2 separate regions of the Mus musculus genome follow, and region 2 is linked to region 1. Evidence: chromatin contacts called from public Hi-C data. All regions are on one chromosome and are shown on one strand. Each heading gives the region's core, a stretch centred on a gene start, on an enhancer-like site or on the middle of the called end of the contact. The rest is flanking DNA. Distances are from core to core; before and after follow the strand shown. Region 1 has its middle 20 kb from the start of Clrn2. Region 2 overlaps Slit2 (slit guidance ligand 2).

Region 1 (3,010 bases), core at 224-2,723:
ATAAGTTCTTGTGCTTCCGTATTGATTTCCTTACTCTCCCCAAATGATGAAACATATTGACGCATCATAGTAGTTTAGGAAACCGAGAATTTAAGAAAATAAATAAAAATGCAAGCAGTGCTTTAATCTATATTTTTTTCTTTTAATTTTGCATTTTATCAGTTTTGTATTATTAGAATGACAGGAACTCCCCCAAAAGGTGGGCATTTATAGGCAAAATATTGAGCCCTGTCATTTGTCATTATGCCTGATGGATTGTCATTTTAGGTCCCTCTGTTGCTGCAGAAGATCAGAAAGACTTTTGTTACGTACTGATGACGAATAAGATGTCAGATCTCTACAGTCCTTTTTCTGATCCCATGGTCCTGCAACACCCTGAGAAATGACCCCCTACTATACATAGAAATAGTGAATAAAGTGTGAAAATGGTTTTTCTTATTCAGTTGAGACTGGAAAGTGGAAGTTAGCATGTTAGAAATATGATTCAATGTCAACCATCCTGCAACCGAGGAACCAAGGATAATAAATTGATAGGCGATAGTTTGCTTCCCCCTAGTGGTGAAGATGGCTCTGGTACTTGAGTTCCACATGTGTTTAGGACTTGAATTTCTTATGAATTGTTTTGAATTAGTGATATATATTTGTGATGCTGTATCATAGTGCCAAAACCATTTTGCAGCTACTTAACAACCGAATCAATAGTATCTGCGGCAGTCAAAGGTCGTCGTGACCCATCTAATTTCTTTCTGACTCACCATCTCAACTCATGAAACAAATTAATTCTGATTTGCTGCAAAGTAACCTTAAAGAAAGATATGCATGTGATTGTGTTACTTACTGTCCTAGTAGGTAGCTTTGATTGTTACCCTGATGTGCAGTTACCCGAGAAGAGAACTGAACTCAGAACTCTCCTTCCCTACCCTTTTCCTTCCCCAATCAAGCTGGTGTCAGGCATTACTTAGGGGAGGTTTGTTATGCTCTGTCCAGCTGATCAAATTCCAAGGGGTGGCCGTGTTTTCTCATGTTTAGCCAGTTTCAACTTCACTGCAATAACTGTGCCCATCCTTTCTAACTTTAAAAATAAAATCAGCCAAGCATTTTTTCATACCGGCAATTTCTCTGGAAACTCTCTCTCTTGCCCTGGCACATGGTTAGTGCTAATTATTTCATTTTTAAACCTACCACTGGTGGAGCAAGGCTGTGCCAGGGTGGGGTTGGTCCAGTGCCCAACCTTTTGCTATGAGCCAATGAATTATTTGTGCTTCTGCCTCCAAACAATGTCATATTCATCTTTGTATCCTCAGGACCCAGCAGCACTCAAGGGATAGTGTAGTGCTCCCAAGATATGGAGAATAAATCTAAAATAGTTGGATTTAGGAGAGAACAGAATAGGTTCAACACAACACACACCTGATGGTATTACATTAAGACCGTCTTGCTAAAGGACAGGGAGAATAGGGTACAGGGTTCAAGGTTTGGCTGTAGCAAGAGCAGATCAAGCTAATGGTCTGCAAACAAGCTAATTGGCATACAGACTACATTGTTGCAGTCTCTCTGCTTCTAATTATATTCAAAATGTTCCCCCAGCAAGAAGTAAAAAAAACGAACTCACATCTGTTTGAGATCCCCAGGCGCAAGAAGGAGCGGATGGAGTGATAATGAGCCAGGATGTCACTTCTGCTGGGGGAAAGCTTGTTTACTTTGCATTTTGTCACATGAACCCTTTGTGAGGAACAATGACTATGATACCTACCTCTTCTGGGGGAGAAGCCAAGATGAGGGTGCTGACTGCCTTGTCAGCCCTTGCAATGGGTCTCAGTTCCCAAGGGATAAACCCCCATTCAGCTGTGAGAAGTAACAATCAGATCATAAACGGGGCATGGTCATGAGTCACGCTTTGGCTCAGATTCTGTAAACCGATTCCTCTTTAGCAATGGCCAGAACAAGAGATCACAGGAACTGATGGCATTGCCTGATGTGAGACGCCTGGAAATTTCCACTACAGGGGGATGATGTCATGGGACTTGATACCAAATTTAGCCATTAAAGAAATTTAAGGATGAAAACTACATACAAGTGAGAAGTAGATTTGATGTCTTCTTTCATGTGAAGAGACTAAAAATAAGTTCTTGGTGGACCTATAGATGTGGAATACTGTCACAGCTTATCTACATAAATCAAAAGGTTGAGGTATACAGTACTACGCCAATGGATGAGCCTTCAAAGCATTTGGCTGAATGGAAAACTATAACCATAAAGGGCGTACTCTTAATTTTGTATTTCCCTGGAATGCCAAGAATCCTCAGATCTATAGAGACGGCTAGACAATGAGAGAGAAAGGATATGAGGGTTTTTATTTGGGGGTGATGACTATGATTCTGGAAGTGACCAAGTTGTCCCTTTCATTTTGTGTAGTTTCTAATTATATCTTTGCATGTGATCCCTATGGGGTGTATGAATCTAAGTAGAGTTGCCTTCAGAGTCCAGAAGATGTTGGATTTCCTGGAACTGGAATTGCAGGTGGTGGGGAAGTTCCCAACATGGCACCTGAGTGCTGACCTAGAGTCCTCTGCATACACTTAATACTGACTATCATGAGAAAGGTAGTACACTGAAGAAATGTGGCTGTGCCACTCAGTGAATGTCAGCACCACGACGCGCTGGAGGCGAGGGTTCTGTGGGTCTTTTGTAGGATGGGCACAAGTCATTTTGCAGACGTCTGTGCCAAGGATGCAGTCCGAGTCTGAAGGGGAAGAGCAGGAACTCTAAACCGAGGAAGACCCTATTAAGCAGATCTGTATTATTAAAAAATATCAAGGTCATTAACAATGACCCAAGGGCTTTTGTGTGTAAAGGAAAGGAGAGAACTGCACAGCCTAGGTGTAACCTGGTCCCTGCATCAGGAGAAAATATTAAAAAAAAAACACAACCCCAGGGTTGAGGCCATGGCTCCAGTGGATATTGTGCTCAATACATAAGCCTGGGGACAATTGGGGATCTCCAGCAAATT
Region 2 (3,023 bases), core at 60-2,559, 2.8 Mb before region 1:
TCAAATTTTATGTAATAAACATCATAGTAATTTTAGAAAAATTAAAGCAAGGCTAAGATAAGGTTGTCCTTTTACAAATGCCTAAATACAAGGTTAAGTGTTATAGAATGTTTAGCAATTAATTAAAAATTAAGGGTAAGAAATATAATACACTATTGCAAGCCATAGATAAAAGCAGCAGTTTTCAACCTGTGGATCATATCCCCTTTTAGGGGTCCAAGGACCCTTTCACAGGGGTCACCTAGTACCATAATGTTTATGGTATTAACATAATATTTACATAAACATAAATATTTACATTATGATTCACTTCAGTAGTGAAATTACATTGTGAAGTAGCATCGAACATAATTTTATGCCTGGGAGTCACTACAACGTGAAGAGCAGTATAACTATGTCATGGCACTGGGAAGATGGAGAGCCACTGGATGAAGGCAATGCTTTTCTGCTTACAGAGTGGATAATGAATGGAGAGAATCAAATGCTCCTGGTGCCACTGTGGTAATTTGATTGTCATATAAAGAGAGCAGACGCACAGAGCCGAGTCCTATGAAACTGTCGTTCCCAACACAGCTTATTCGATTACTTCTCAGCATCCTGGGGGAAGGAAAAAGACATTGTTTGGAGATGAAATATCAGACATTCAATTTTGCCTCTCTGAGAATCAAAAATCATGCCTTTATCAAATATGTAGCATTTGTTACTATTTTGAACGTCTTTCCCCCTAGGGGTGGCTATATTCTGGAAGCCATCCTGGCTGAATAGAATGCATAGAATCACCAGTGCCTTTATTAAGCCGCAGAAGACATGTCACCATGTGGATTTGCAGTCCTATGATGAGGATAACATGTTTTCTTTTGATGATATAATTATGTTTGCCTGATCACATCATGTCCTAAGTCACCTACTCAGAGTCCTTGGAGCCCAGCGATTTGTGTATTCAGAAGAGTATGACATTTGAGATGGAAGAGAAGGAGGGAGGGAAGAATCAATAGGCAATGCAGACGGAGAACTGAGGGCATTTCAGGGACTTAGTGACTCACTGTCTGACAAGAACAGAGGGAGTCAAGCGTGACTGAGCATCCACCAAGCCTGCATCCGATTGTTTTATTTATGAAAAAATCTGTCCATAGTTTCAAGTTCAGAACTCCCCAAAGGAATAAATGCAATATACAACAAAGGTTAAATAGGTTGGCCTTGAATAAACTCTACTTTTGACATTGTCATTAACAGGATTAACAGTGTTGTCATTTCCTTGCTGCTGCTAAAGCACTGGCTTAGTTCCCAGTTCCTTCCTCTCTGAGCTGTTTATCGGGTGGTTTTCAAGAAGGAAGAAACCCTCATTTACAAATCTGTAGTTGCATTACCTATTATTCAGAACTCATGAAAAATTAATTTATTGATCTTTCCACACTCAGGGTAATCACTCCACCAGAAGAAGGAGGCAAATATAAAAAGAGAAACATTATGCTGGCTAGTTTTATGTCAACTTGACACAAGCTATAGTCGTTAGGAAAAAGAAGACCTCAGTTGAGAATATAACCCTAGAATATTGGTCTGTGCACAATCCTATTTTACATTCTTTTTGATTGGCCATTGGTATGGGAAGGCTGAAATCTGTGGGCATGTACCACCCATGGATTTGATTGGTAGACTGAACAATTCATGAAAAGCAAGCCAAGCAATCAGCACTCATTTAGGACCTCTGCATCCATTCCTGCTTCCAGACACCTGCCTTGAGTTCATGCAAACACATACACAGTTCCTTCGATAAGGAACCATGACCTCAAAGTATATGAGTAAGTAAATCCTTTCCCTTCCATTTTTTTTCTTGGTCATGGAATGATATCACAGCAAACAAACTCTAAGACAGATGATGAAAATGTTGTTGCTTTAAAACAATATGTTCAGTAATAAACAAAAAATAAAAATATTCTATTTCTTCTTAGCCATAGATAAGAAGAAAGATGGTGCCCTCCTATCCAGGCATCACTGGATAGTCAGAAACAAATGCACATGTCCTTATCAGCAATTTCCTTTGTCACGAATAACGGAGATAAGTGGGCTTTATCTTACTGGAGTTCTGAGACCCTTGAGGGAATTGAAAAAAACTTCTCTTTTGAAAAAAATTCCAGCACATGAATAGAGCCAGCTTTGCCTGATGTCTGATGTCTCAGGACATTTCATAACTTGTTGAACTATGCACATGTATTGCTAACTATCCTATTATTGCTGAGGAATTCAAATGTTCAGAATACCAAACCTCAGAGACTGTGTAGAAGGATAGATCTAGACACTTCTACTCTCGTAGATGGAAACCACAAGTTTGACTCTCAATTGCTCTATATTTCTTGGAACAACTGAACTGAGGAGAAAGAGTGCGGGTACAACATAAACAGGAGAAATGCATCCGTAGAGAGAAAATGGAGAAAGCTGATTTCAGAGAACTTTTAGGCAGTATTCTGTTTTTGTATCTACTCAAAATAAATACTTTGATATGCTGTCCAGGGTGATACTACAGACTGAATTATGACTCCCCTAATTCACACATTGAAGCTCTTATCACCTAATTTGACTGCCTTTGGAGAGAGCCTATATCATTTTCTAAACTTTTATATAAAGAGAAAGACACCCTGAAGACCGCATACATCTCACTTTCTCTGCTTATCTCTACATAAGAATGCAGACTGAAGGCCATGTGCATCTACAGCAGTAAACTAGGCAAGAACAAAGCCTGTAGCTTAGAAGATGGACTGAAAAAAAACTTGAATTTCATGGTGAATATCTATATCCAGAAACATGAGAGATGTGTGTGCAGTGTTCAGTCTGTGGTATCGTGCTGTGGCAGCACAGATGGGCTGATATGGATAAATTTCTAACCGGTTCCCCTTACCTTCTTCATAGTATTTCTATTACCAACGAAAAGACCCTCAACATCTGTGGAAGAAGGGAAGTGCTCTCATTTGTTGAGTAATCTTGGACAGCCAAAGGAAATAAAGAAGCAGGCGTATTTTCTTAGTTAT

What was found. A called contact is a pair of places that touch in the nucleus more often than the background predicts.
Region 2: a contact with region 1 is called in a Hi-C map of the N1E-115 cell line, with 4 times the contacts expected there. The contact joins two enhancer-like sites. A contact is called at or near these places in 2 of 39 promoter capture datasets (cranial neural crest and embryonic stem cells), 4 of 484 Hi-C or Micro-C datasets (the N1E-115 cell line, cerebral cortex and cortical neurons) and 1 of 115 datasets of contacts at active chromatin or transcription factors (astrocytes).

Annotation. Positions count from the first base shown.
Region 1 is chr5:45,471,939-45,474,948 of GRCm38.p6, reverse strand. No RefSeq gene overlaps it. Among named protein-coding and RNA genes, the nearest start is that of Clrn2, 20 kb to the right of the region's middle. Within about 2 kb of position 1,473, at least 45 of the 459 cell types and tissues checked have an H3K27ac peak or open chromatin away from gene starts, as enhancers often do. A contact at or near this core is called in the N1E-115 cell line, where this site is marked.
Region 2 is chr5:48,232,912-48,235,934 of GRCm38.p6, reverse strand. It overlaps Slit2 (slit guidance ligand 2), which reads right to left. Exons shown (of 36, transcript NM_178804.5): 18 at 454-597. Among named protein-coding and RNA genes, the nearest start is that of Mir218-1, 10 kb to the right of the region's middle. Within about 2 kb of position 1,309, at least 4 of the 459 cell types and tissues checked have an H3K27ac peak or open chromatin away from gene starts, as enhancers often do. A contact at or near this core is called in the N1E-115 cell line, where this site is marked.